Regions from separate parts of the Triticum aestivum genome. Here region 1 is linked to region 2. Evidence: chromatin contacts called from public Hi-C data. All regions are on one chromosome and are shown on one strand. Each heading gives the region's core, a stretch centred on a gene start, on an enhancer-like site or on the middle of the called end of the contact. The rest is flanking DNA. Distances are from core to core; before and after follow the strand shown.

The links. Hi-C and Micro-C count contacts between places; a contact is called where the count stands out from the background.
Region 1: a contact with region 2 is called in a Hi-C map of leaf, with 2.3 times the contacts expected there. The contact joins the promoter of LOC123187926 here to the enhancer-like site in region 2. A contact is called at or near these places in 3 of 5 Hi-C or Micro-C datasets (leaf and an unstated tissue) and 1 of 1 datasets of contacts at active chromatin or transcription factors (leaf).

The regions. Positions count from the first base shown.
Region 1 is chr2A:123,082,715-123,088,316 of IWGSC CS RefSeq v2.1, reverse strand. It overlaps LOC123187926 (zinc finger CCCH domain-containing protein 62), which reads right to left and starts at 2,080. Exons shown (of 8, transcript XM_044599922.1): 1 at 1,549-2,080. The coding sequence starts at 1,924.
Region 2 is chr2A:122,945,533-122,952,059 of IWGSC CS RefSeq v2.1, reverse strand. No RefSeq gene overlaps it. Among protein-coding and RNA genes, the nearest start is that of LOC100037569, 89 kb to the right of the region's middle. Within about 2 kb of position 3,774, at least 3 of the 8 cell types and tissues checked have an H3K27ac peak or open chromatin away from gene starts, as enhancers often do.

The DNA.
Region 1 (5,602 bases), core at 831-3,330, 140 kb before region 2:
ACGGAAATACTCCCCTCCCTCCCCCAGCGTCGCCCCCGCTCGGGCGACTCGGGCGGGATCTAAAACCCTAGCCGCCGGGGGTCCCCATCCGTCCTCCACTCCCTCCGCCGCCGCCGAAGGACGCCGCCGGCTATAGCCCGGGGCTGATGGCGGTGGCGGGGGTCTTCCCTCTTGCCTGCGCCGTGCGGGCGGTGCGGAGCCCCGCGGCGTGGGTGGCACGGCCGATCTGGCCTGGCGGCGCGGCGGGCCTGCCTTCCGGCGGCGGCGTGGCGGCTGCCTCGGCCAAGGGCGGCGATGGTGGGGTGCGGCAGCCAGCCCTGTCTCGGGCTGCGTGGCGGCGTTCGGCGGCGGCGGCTGGGTCTGCGGCGACACACCATCTGACCTCGGATCGACTGTGGCGGCATGGAGGGCCTGGTGGTTGGGTCGGCACCATGCGGGTTGTGCCCTCCGGACAGATCTGATCTGGCCGGTGCGGCCTGCGCCATGTGCGGCGGCTCAGATCGGCGGCGACCCGTGCGCACAATACGTGATGGAGGTTCTTCGAGCAGATCCGGGTGAAAACCTTGTGCTTGGCTTGATGCCAAGACCGGCGTTGGTGGCACCCTGTGGTGTCATTACCTTCTTGAAGGCATCGCCATGGAGAAGCTCTAGACCTCTATCCGCTACCTTCGAGGGAAACTCTAGATCAGTAGATCGGATGACGGCGGCGCGTTGGTGTCGTTTCCTCCTTGGGGGCGTCATTCTTGGAGGCGTACACGGGATCGATGGATCAACGGGTGCCTTTTTTGGTGGAGCGGTAATTCATCCTTCACATTGATGACGGCGGATCTCGGCGGCGTGGTGCAGTGGAGACTCGGCGCCCAATGCGCGGTGATGGACTCGCGCAGGTGGAGGTAGTTGTCTGGCGTCAAGGTGGCGTCGATGACGGAGTGGCCTGACAAGGTAGAAGCCTCAATATCTGCTCTGAAGACGGACCTGTGGAAGATGGCAGCGACGACACATGTGAGTGCGTCAGACCAGTTTATGCCCAAGACCCGGTATGTGGCTCGGCTGGGGCTTCTAGCTTTTGATGATAGGCTTAGGTGAGTAGACCGGGTATGTGGCCCAGGTAGCACCCCTTCATCATATGGATAGGAGTAGTGGCATATGTTGCCAAGATGGCGGATTCAAGCATATTGTTGTAATACTTTGTAAGGTCCTCGAAAATAATCAATAAAGTGGCCGGGGGTCATCCTCCTTTTCTAAAAAAAAAACTAGATTTTACTAACCCACAGGTGCTCACAGATTGAGTCTCCTCTGGATGCAATCCATACCACGAAGCTACTTCCCCGACAGGGTTCTAAGCTTACAGTACGCAGAACTATCTAGTACAAGTTTATTAGATCAACAGTGCCAAGCACATGCCACGTTTTCCAAGAATCAAACGGCAATCAGCACTATCTACGAGTTCCAATTCCGCTCCAGATTTTCAAAAATATCGCCTGCCTATAGAACGCAATCATCCGAATTACGGCCGAGAGCAAACGAGAAAGGGATAGAGGTGCATACGGCGGAGGAGATCGGCGATTTTGGTGCAGGCAGCCTCGCTCCGATCCGCGCCGGGTCGTTCCGCCCCCGCTTCCCCCTCGTTCCCCGCGCGGCCGCCTTCCTCATCGTCGTCCTCATCGTCTTCGCTGTCGCTGTCGCTGATGTCGACGTAGCTCTCGCCGCTGTCGCTGACGTCGACGCAGCTCTCGCCGCTGTCGCTGATGTCGATGTAGTCTTCGTCGCTGCTGGGCTCCTCCTCCTCCTCCGACGACGACCCGGACTCTTCGGATCCGCCGGCATCGGAATCCGAGGAGATGTCGATGGGCGCGTGGCCCTCTTCCTCATCTGCCGCCACCGCCGCCGCCGCCGCCGCGGCGCGCCCTCTTGTTACCGGCATCGCGGCGTCCTTGCGCGCCACCGGATTGCCTTCCGCCGCGCCGCCGTGCCGCCGCTTTGCCCCTCGGCCTTCGCGTTTTCCCCCTTTTGGTTGCCTCGGAGAAAAATGGAAAGGCGGATTTATATGATTTATATTGCCTTGTCAGACCAGCAACGTCTGCAGCCTCTCCACAAGTAACGTCACTTTATAAGTTCCAGAAATTCAAATTTTGAATGAACGGCCGTTGGGTTGGGACATTTGGATTGACGTGTTGCTCAGAAGAAAGCCTCAACGGCTCAGATCAGAGCTTAGCTTGCCAATGCCATGGTAGCTGTTTTGGTAACTTCTCCATCCGTCCCATAATATGCTTACGTATTGGAGACGTGACTCCTTTGACGTATGGATCACACACTGATGTATGGATCCGGACCCATCCATCAATGACCCAACCTCAGGGGGGCGTACGTCAGCGGATCCCGGCTCCACGTATTGGAGGGAGTAGTAATATTTGGACTAAATTTTAGCAAAACTAGTTGTAGAGATTTTTAGAAAAAGCAGTTTTAAGTTGTTGTTTTGTTCAAGCTAGTCGATCGAATACTTTGTTTGGACTTATAAACTTCAAATATGGCCGTCAATGAGACAAGAGTATTAAATAGATTTTCATCTCTAGTTTTCTCTTCTCTCCGATTTTCTGTCGTCGCTGGTCTCTCTCTCTCCCTTAACGAGCACACATGTATCGCCGACGAGGCCCTCATGGTGCCAACACTCAGATACCTTCCTGCTACTAATGCATCAAATGTGGTCGAGCACGATGCCTTCTCCGTCACACCTCGAGAGTGGAAGAAGCGGACGACGGTGACATGTTATCAAGATGATGACCGTCAAGGGACGATGGCAGTTGAGTCCTTCAAGGGCCAAGGGCGGTGTTGCATGTTGTGGTGGCAAAATCGATGTTGAATGCTTCAAGGGGCAAGGGCGGTGTTGCATGTTGTGGTGGCGAGATCAACGTCGCCAGAAGAACCTCACATATCCGGGACTGGCTTTTGGGATGACAAACCCATGACTAGGGTTGGTTCACAGGAAGCGAGTTTTTGAATATTAGTAGACTATCACAAAACGTAAAAGTATGAGCGTAGGCAAAATCGGTTGTAATGATAGTTAGAATAATTATGGTATCTAAAGAGAATTGAGAGCTTCTCGCAAGTCTCACGTGCCATCTTCCCCAAAAAAAGTCTCACATGCCTTAAGCGTGCGTTTGGTTTGAGCTCAATTTCACCCTACCAAATAAATTAGCCACTCAAATTTTTGGTGATTTGTTTCAGGGAACATTATTGCACTTTATTTTCGATGACGTTCAAAGGGATTGTTACAAATATCAAGTGGCGCAACTAGCCAAATATGGCAACCAACATCTAAAGATAATGAGAATTTAGCTACACTATCCGCCTTATGTTTACTCTTGCGACTTCCATAGACAACACGACAGTACTCGAAATCCCTTGCACGAGCAATGATTTCCCTGACAATGGCACCATGCCTTCCTCCTACATTTCGATATATCCTGCTCAACGGTTGCACAGTCAGAGGCGTTGGGTAAGTGTTTGGCAGCAGATCATCCGCTAGAGCTTGAGCTTCTCAGCGGGCTAGGGCTTCAAATGTCGTGTCGATCGTATGCTCAGGAACTTCTTCATTAGACAGAACCCAAACACATCTCAACATCGAGCGGTCAATCAAAGAATGATGTCGTGAGTCTTGACAACCACATAATGAGCAATTAGGAGTGCTAGACATATTTCGATGGTGAAGAAGATCATAACATGTGATCGGCTGTTGGGCAAGTCTTTGTAAACACACCTTAATGTTTGCATTTCTACATCTCATCTATGAGCTCACATACGATGGTAGCATTTCCATTTGTTCATGTGGTAATTGGCCTCATCGTCCCTTGTCGAGGAAGCCAGTTGTGACACAATATTTCAGTGGAGGCTCCGTCATCTATTCTTTTTATAAGGCCATGGGCTAGAATATCACGTACTTTAATGATTGATCTCCTGATTTATGATGAGTGAGAGCCAAGATTCACATCAAGGATTGAGCTATCTGGATAGTAAACCGTTTTCAATATTCTCGCACTCAAAGAACTAGGTTCTTCCAATAATCTCCATGCTTGCCTTGCTAGACACGCAAGGTTAAACATCTCGAAATCACGAAAACCTAACCCAAGCCACTTTATGTTCACCTCCTTTGCTTCGCCACCAGTATTTCCCTATAAAAGTGTTAATATACTCGCAGAGCCCAAGTGAGAGTTTAAAATAGAACATAAAATAAACCGGGATAGTTTGTACCACCGACTTGATCACCACATATTTTCCCCCAACAAACAATAAATTTCCAAGCTAACCTTGAATCTTGTAGATGTGATGTTCTCAGCTCGAGCTCAAATGAGCTCAGGTGAACAATAAAATCACCCAAAAAAACAAATTCTATTTTTTCTGTGTCAAACATTGACAATTGTTCTAAGTACTTGTAAAATTTCATCATGGAATAACATTTGTGCAAGTCGTGGAAAAAGAACAAAATCAATGCTGCAAAAAAGTTATTTTCAAAAGCATTTTACATTGCTAATTTTTTTTTATTTTATTGCCACGACTTCCACAAATGTCATTCATGATGAAACTTTGCAAGCATTGAAAACATTTGTTAAAATTTATAAAAAATAGTTCTTTTCAAAAATTTCAGACTTTATTGTTTGAGCAGTTTTAACATGCTCCCTCTTACCCCTCTTTTCTCATGAGAGGTAAAAGTATATAATAGATCTGAGCCGTTGATCTCATTAATTAGTGATCTGATTAACTCTTACCTTCTTACCTTAGATGTAAGGCCTTCTTTGGTTTGGAGGAATTTCATAGAAATTTTAGAGGATAGGATTCTTATAGGATTTTTTTTTTCTTTTAGAGCCCTTTGATTCATAGGAATAGATTCCTATTCCTACATAGGATTGGTTCCTATCCTCCACATTTCATAGGAAAATAAAAATGAGCCTAGACTCAATGGAAAAATTTCTTTGGTGTCAACCAAATGACATCTCGTTTCCTATTCCTACTCATAGGATTTGAGATACATGTCATCTCATTTCCTACAAAATTCCTATTCCTACAATAATCCTATCCTATGAATCAAAAAAGGCCTAAAAAGAAAGGGTAAGAGGAAGCATGTTAAAATTTGTCTTACTGTTTATACCGAGCTCACATGAGGTCGAGCTGAGAAGGACACTTTTGGAATCTTGCTCCATATTTCCATGCTTCAAGTACTTGAAGGTCTCACTATTTGACTTGCCCACCTCTAGCAGTTTGAGGGCAACCCTTGCTAAAAAAACACCTATGATTTATCAAGATTCACCCTACGATCAAATTTGAGTGAATGTTTATCTTCCTGATGAAGTGACCAATATTGACAAAAAATGCCAACTATCCAAACAAATCAAGGGCAAAAAATTTGGCTATAACCAAAGAAATGGTAAGGTCCGTTTCAGACACCAACCAAACATATCACGAGTATCAGCCATACAAAAATGAAATCAGTGCTCTTGTCCATGCGACGATAGACAGCCATACAAAAATGAAACCAGTGCTCTTGTAAATGCGACGACAGCCACCCATCCTTCACTCGGCACCATAAGGCCGTAGGGTAAAATCAGAG
Region 2 (6,527 bases), core at 2,525-5,024:
ACAATTTTAGCATGAGTAATAAACATTTATCATGACATAAGGAAATATAAAATAGCAACTTTATTATTGCCTCTAGGGCATATTTCCTTCATCTCCCCCCTCTATGCAGCGGTGTAACACCTCTTCTCCCCGCTGTAATCTCTACTTAAACATGATGCTCAACGCTATATATTATTATCCAATGATATTTGGCTATCCTATGATGTTTGAGTAGATCCTTTTTGTCTTATGCATTGATTGACGCTCATGATTGGTTTGAGTTGTATGTTTTATTATTGGTGTTGTCCTATGGTGCTCTCCGTGTCGCGCAAGCGTGAGGGATCCCTGCTGTATGGTGTCGCAATATGTTCATGATTCGCTTATGGTGAGTGGCTTTTTTTGTTTTTTTTAGAAAAGGAGGATGACCCCTGGCCTCTGCATCTGGTCGATGCATACGGCCAATATGGTGAGTGGCGTGAGTGATAGAAGCATAAGCCCGAGTAAGTGGGTTGTTGCATATGGGAGTAAAGAAGACTTGATACTTTAATGTCGTGGTTGGGTTTTACCTTAATGATCTTAAGTAGAGAAAGTATGTTAGTCATGCCTCTCCCTCATATAAAATTGCAATAATGATTACCGATCTAGTTATCGATTGCCCAGGGACAAATAACTTTCTTGTGACAAAAAAGCTCTCTACTAAAACTAACTTAATTGTTTCCTTATCTAAACAACACCTAGCTTTTATTTACGTGTTCTTTATTATCTTGTAAACCTATCCCTTTACACCTACAAAGTACTTGTTTCATACTTGTTCTAGGTAAAGCAAACGTAAAGTGTGCGTAGAGTTGTATCAGTGGTCGATAAAACTTGATGGAATATTTGTTCTACCTCTAGCTCCTCGTTGGGTTCGACACTCTTACTTATCGAGAAAGGCTACAATTGATCCCCTATACTTGTGGGTTATCATTAACGTCGATGATGTAAGGCACCTTCCCAGCGACTGTTCCTGGTTGCTTGGCGGCGTAGAAGTACGGAGGCTTGTAATGTTCCGGCCACGGCTTCGTCTGTACTGTGGGCGCGCCCGTCTGAGCACCGCGACCTCCGCCAAGATGTCTGCCGCATCCGCCACGACCACCACGCCCAACGCCACCACCACGCCCACCGACAACCATCTACTTCTTGAGCTTCCCCTCCTTTGTGGCCTTCATTTTTACATGACGATTTTGCCGCATAGCCGAGCTGATCTTCCAGGAGAGCGTGATGCTTGAATACTCCTGCACCTACGCCACCTCCATCTTCGAAAGGTTCTTCGACAATTCCATGCGTCAGTGAACAAAGGAAGGAGAGGGTGGGAGAAAAGGGAAGGAATTGGGTGGAGAGTGGCGGGGATTGAAGAAGAGAGTGGTGAATTTTGGCGCTGAAACAGTCCGGGTTGCTACAAAAGCATGGGCTCCACCTTCCTTTTGGGTGGGCAAGCGGCGTTAGAGTCCGTCCTTTCTCGTGTCCGAATTCCCGCACACACACCCCACATTTAGTTCCAATTTACGAGAAAATTATGGTCTGGACTGCCCTGCGGATCGATACAGGACCGCGTTGGATGGCTTCCGTGGTCCGGACCTATGCGGGCGGTTATCGCGTGCATCAACATGTACACCCAACCTCTTAATCTGCTACTGGTAGACCCATTCGCCTCCATTGCAACAATGGTTCTACTACAATCTACTACACAATGCATGTACTGTGACAGCACAGACATGCTCTTTAGAGCATCTTTAGCAGATCCCGCCAATCGGACTGTCCGCTATAATAACCACTGGTTTGCGGGATCCATCCTGTAAACCCCTGCCCGAATACATACTCTAAATTTGTTTTTTTACTTTATGCTTTACAACGCATAATTCCATGAATCATAAAAACTAAGGGCCTCTTTGATTCGTAGGATTTCCAAAATGCGGGAATAGGAAAAACATAGGATTAGAGTGGAATGTCGTCTTGAATCCTACAGGATTGTACGAGCGTTTCATTGTTCATAAAAAAAATGCAGGATTTTTTCAAAGAGGTTTGAGTGGATGGGATATTTCCTATGAAATCTAGTGCAAATGAATCCTATGAAAAAATTCCTATGGTTTACAATCCTACGAATCAAACAACCAAGATAAAAAAAATTCCTAAGGATTAGAATCCTCCAAAATTTCTTTGAGAATCCTTTGAATCAAAGAAGGCCTAAATTTGTGTGGGATCGCGCGTCCACAAGCCCAATTCCTCTATATGCATATGTATGGAATTTCGTCCGATTTTGAAGAATCCCCTTTTCTTTGGTGGGAAGAAAATTTCAGCCCCAACCGCTTTCCTCGGAGTCGGCGCCATGACTTCCCGAGCTCGATATCGGCCAAATCTCGCCGCCGGTGCCGCATGCGAGCTGCCGCACGCCGCCACCGTCGCCAACGCTGCCTGCCGCACACCGTCCCCCACGAGCTAGTGTTGCCGTTGTTTCCCTCGTGAGCTAGCTAGCTAGCAGCCGCTGCGAGCCAACGAGCTAGGTAGCCGCCGCGCATGCCACGGTCGCTGCACGCGAGCTGCCGTACGTTGTTGCCGTCGCAGTCGAGACGGATTCCAATTATAATTAAACGGTCATTTTTAGAAGGGTTTGTGCAATTTTACTGGAACAATGAAATATTTTATCGGGATCCGATCTGCTAGAACAAAAGTCGTATCATAAAAATGCAAAAAAAACGTTTTGCAGTTTCCTTTGAACCGATTTTTGCAGGACCAGGTATACCGGATCTTTTAGATGCTCTTACAAGTTACTGTACAAACAAAGGAGGAACACAGTTGGCGACCGAGACGACCAGCTACAAGCGAGTAACAGTGGCCACCCGCCAGTGTGCTTTCATTGCAGCTGTACGTTCCCGGTGATTCATCGGACTTTTCACTATTTCGATCCTTTCAGTAAACTTTGCCACAAAATAAACTCGACATGAAAGTATTTTACAATCTAACCTTTTTAGCAACGTCATAGCCCACGATGTTTCTTCCCAACATAACAACGCCGAGGTAGCTAGCGCTTCTGTCCAACAAAGAAGCGCTGAGGTAGCTCGTGTTTTAGACCATGTAAGAAACGCCATAGGCGTTGGCGTTTCTGACCAAAAAACAAACGCCATATGTCTTGGCGTTGCGGCCCTGGTTACCGAGTAGTTTCTTACCTTGGCGTTTCTAAGAAGGCCGAAAACGCCGCTAGTCTTGGCGTTTCTGGCCCGGTGTCTCTGGCAGCTGAGGAGGAAAACCCTGACGAGGCAGCGAGTGGGTTGGGTGCTAACGAAGAAACGCCAAGGCCTATGGCGTTTCTCACCTGGTCCGAAACGCGAGCTACCTCGGCGTTTCTTTGTTGGATAGAAGCGCTAGCTATCTCGGCGTTGCTATGTTGGACAGAAACGCCGCGGGCTATGACGTTTCTAAAAAGGTTAGATCGTGAAATATTTTCATGTCAAGTTCACTTTGTGACAAAGTTTGCTGAAAGAGTCAAAATAGTGATTTCGGCATGATCCATCCATGCAAATGGATCAGCTAGAGCTAGGTAGCCAGGACTTGATTGCGAACCGCCAGCCGCTACTCCTCCTACTTGGCTTGGCTCTGCCGCTACAGCTGCAGAAGCCCGCAGCAAACGCGTCGTCCACCTCCAGTCTTTTTCTACTACCAGTACCTGGGCATCCACGCATGCTCGCAGCCGGCCGTGCATCTCCGGAGATGGACGGCGCGGGTGTCGGGGGTGGTGGTTGGCTGCGTGGAGACTTCAAGGCGTGACCGATGTGGGTGGACAGAGAGACGGAACACGGGTACGGCCGCTGGCGCGCGGCGTGTGCGCGTGCGCCTTGAGCTGCTTTCATTTGCTTTGCTCTGCTGCCCGGATTGAATGCGTGGGCGCGGGTGATTTGGGAGTACCGGAGCCCGGAGTTAATAATGGCGCGGGGCGTATTTAGTGCGGCGTTCACGTCGTCTTTGACGTTTTTTCTCTGGGCAGGGGATTGATTACCGTACCGCCGTGCACAGGACGGGAATTCTACCGGAACCACCGTGCCACGATCGTTGCCCAAACTGATGAACAAGCCAGCAACGAACGCTACACGAGCGGCTCTCCGGAGCCAGGCGAGATTGTGGGTGCTATCAGCACGCAATTGTGCGGGAGGCCCAGCCCAAGACGCGATATATTCTCCTAGCGGCCCGATTACTGAATCCACGGCCTAACCGACTCGGTAAAGCAAGCCGGCACGAAACAACAAGTGTGTTTCTTGTACCGACTACTTTATTATACAATTTTTATATAAATTTCGATAATTTTTTATACACGTTGAACATTTTTCAGATACATGATGTATATTTTTTCAAATAGATGTTTTTCGACTTTTCTATTACATGTTAAACATTTTCTAAATGCACAATGGATTTTTATTAATGGCACGAGACATTTTCATAAAACTGCACGATTATTTTTGCATTGTATATTTTTTATAAATTTCAAGAACATTTGTTGGAAACATGTCAACATTTTCTAATGTCACATACTTTTTTGAATGGCACAAAATAGTTTTTTCAATTGAACGAACATTTTTTACACTGTATAAACAATTTGTAAAAGTCACGCCATTTTTTGGGAACACGTGAACATTTCCTTATGTATATTTTCTTCATGCCATTATTTTTTGTTAAAGGTGGCATGGACATTTTCTTTACCACATATTTTTTTTTCTAAACAGTGCATAAACATTTGAAATATAAATAATTATATTCTAGGATATTATTCTATCTTGCAGGAAAAAATTTCTAACCAATATTAATGGTAGTACAAAGAACACCAGAAGTAACAAAAAAAATACATAAACATCTGTAGACTACGTAGCGACAACTACAAGCACCGGAGCGACCGAAGGCGCACCGCCCTAGTGGCCTCTTCCTTACCAAAGCCGGACAAATCTTGTTGTAGTAAACAATCGGCAAGTCGTTGTGCTAATGCCTCACAGAACCAGCGCCCAAAACAACAACCGCCGCCAATGAAGAGAAGAGTAGATAAAGTATCCAACATGTAAACACATGAATACAGACTAACGAGGACCGGAGCCAAGTAGACCCATTGAAGACAAATACTAACCAAATGTTGTGAGATCCGTCAAAGAAACACCTCCACTCGCCTCCAATGGTGCTAGACGTACCGCTAGGATAGGGGGCTAGGCGTGGAGAACCACATTTCATTTTCAGAGAGTCATCATTGCTTCACCTTCCTAAGCAGGACATAACCCCTAAACAAACACAAAAATATATTTAAAAAAGGAGCAGGAGCCTCATTTTCACAAGGCCCAACATCCACCAGGCCTCCATGGTCTAAAGCCACAGAAGATGAGGTAGACCTCGGCGCCGGTGGCGACAAGAGGCAAGGAACCGCTAATCTTTCATGAGCTGCGAGAGCACAGGCTGAGGGGTACCTGGTAAGATCTTGTAAAACAAAGTAATTTTAGGATATTTTCACAATATAATTAAAGTATAAATGACTTTTTTGGAAAAACCGAAACGAACGAGCGATTGAAAGCAAGCGAACGAAGCAGCATGCCACACAGCTATGTTTCAACGGCTGGCCCATTTAGGTAGCTTTACAGGCTACATTGCGCTCACGATCGCTCTAACCGATACATAGCCGCGCCCAGAGGAGGGGAGATCCAATGTGCCGCTCTCTACGGCAGTCAGTCGCCCGGACACACAGGGGACTCCACAACTGGGCCGTCCATGAAGTACAGACCGGCTGTGATCGCATACTGTAGCTAAAAAAGCACACTTGCGGGGGATAGAACCCAGGAACCTTGGGGAAAGACACAATGCCGCTCCAGCTATCAAGCTTCACACGTGATAACGCAGCCCAAGGCCTTAAGAGCAAAACCCTGAATTTTGAAATTTTGAGATTTTGAGCAATTTTTTCGAAACAAAACCCTGAATGTTTTGTGAAACGCAAAAACTTTCAAATTAGTTAGCAAATTGAAGATAAAAAACTGAAACACTTTCCGAAAATCATCGACGCTGCCATTACAATATTTCAATTTGCAAACAAATTTAAAATGTTTTCTGAAGATAACAAATTGGTTAACAATATTTGAATTTGCAAACAAATTTAAAACAAATGTTGGAAAAAGGAACATTTTCTGAAACCATGAATATTTTCGACAAAAAGCAACATTTTGCCTTCTGTGAGCAAAAAAAAGTCTGAACAAAATTCTAGAAAAGCGAACATGGCGAACATTTTTTGAATTTATGAACTAATTCGAAAAGAGGATATGTTTTTGAACTTATGAACATTTTTTGAAAGGTGAACCCTTTCGGAAAAACGCAAACAATTTTTTAAAAGTCAAGAACATTTTTTGAACTTGTGAACAAAATTTGAAAGCAAGAACATATTTTTACATATGACCTTTTGTTGAAAGACAAACATTTATTTCAAATATACGAACAAAATTTGAATCAGGAACATTTTTGAAAGGAGAATATTTTTCTAATATGCTAACTTTTTT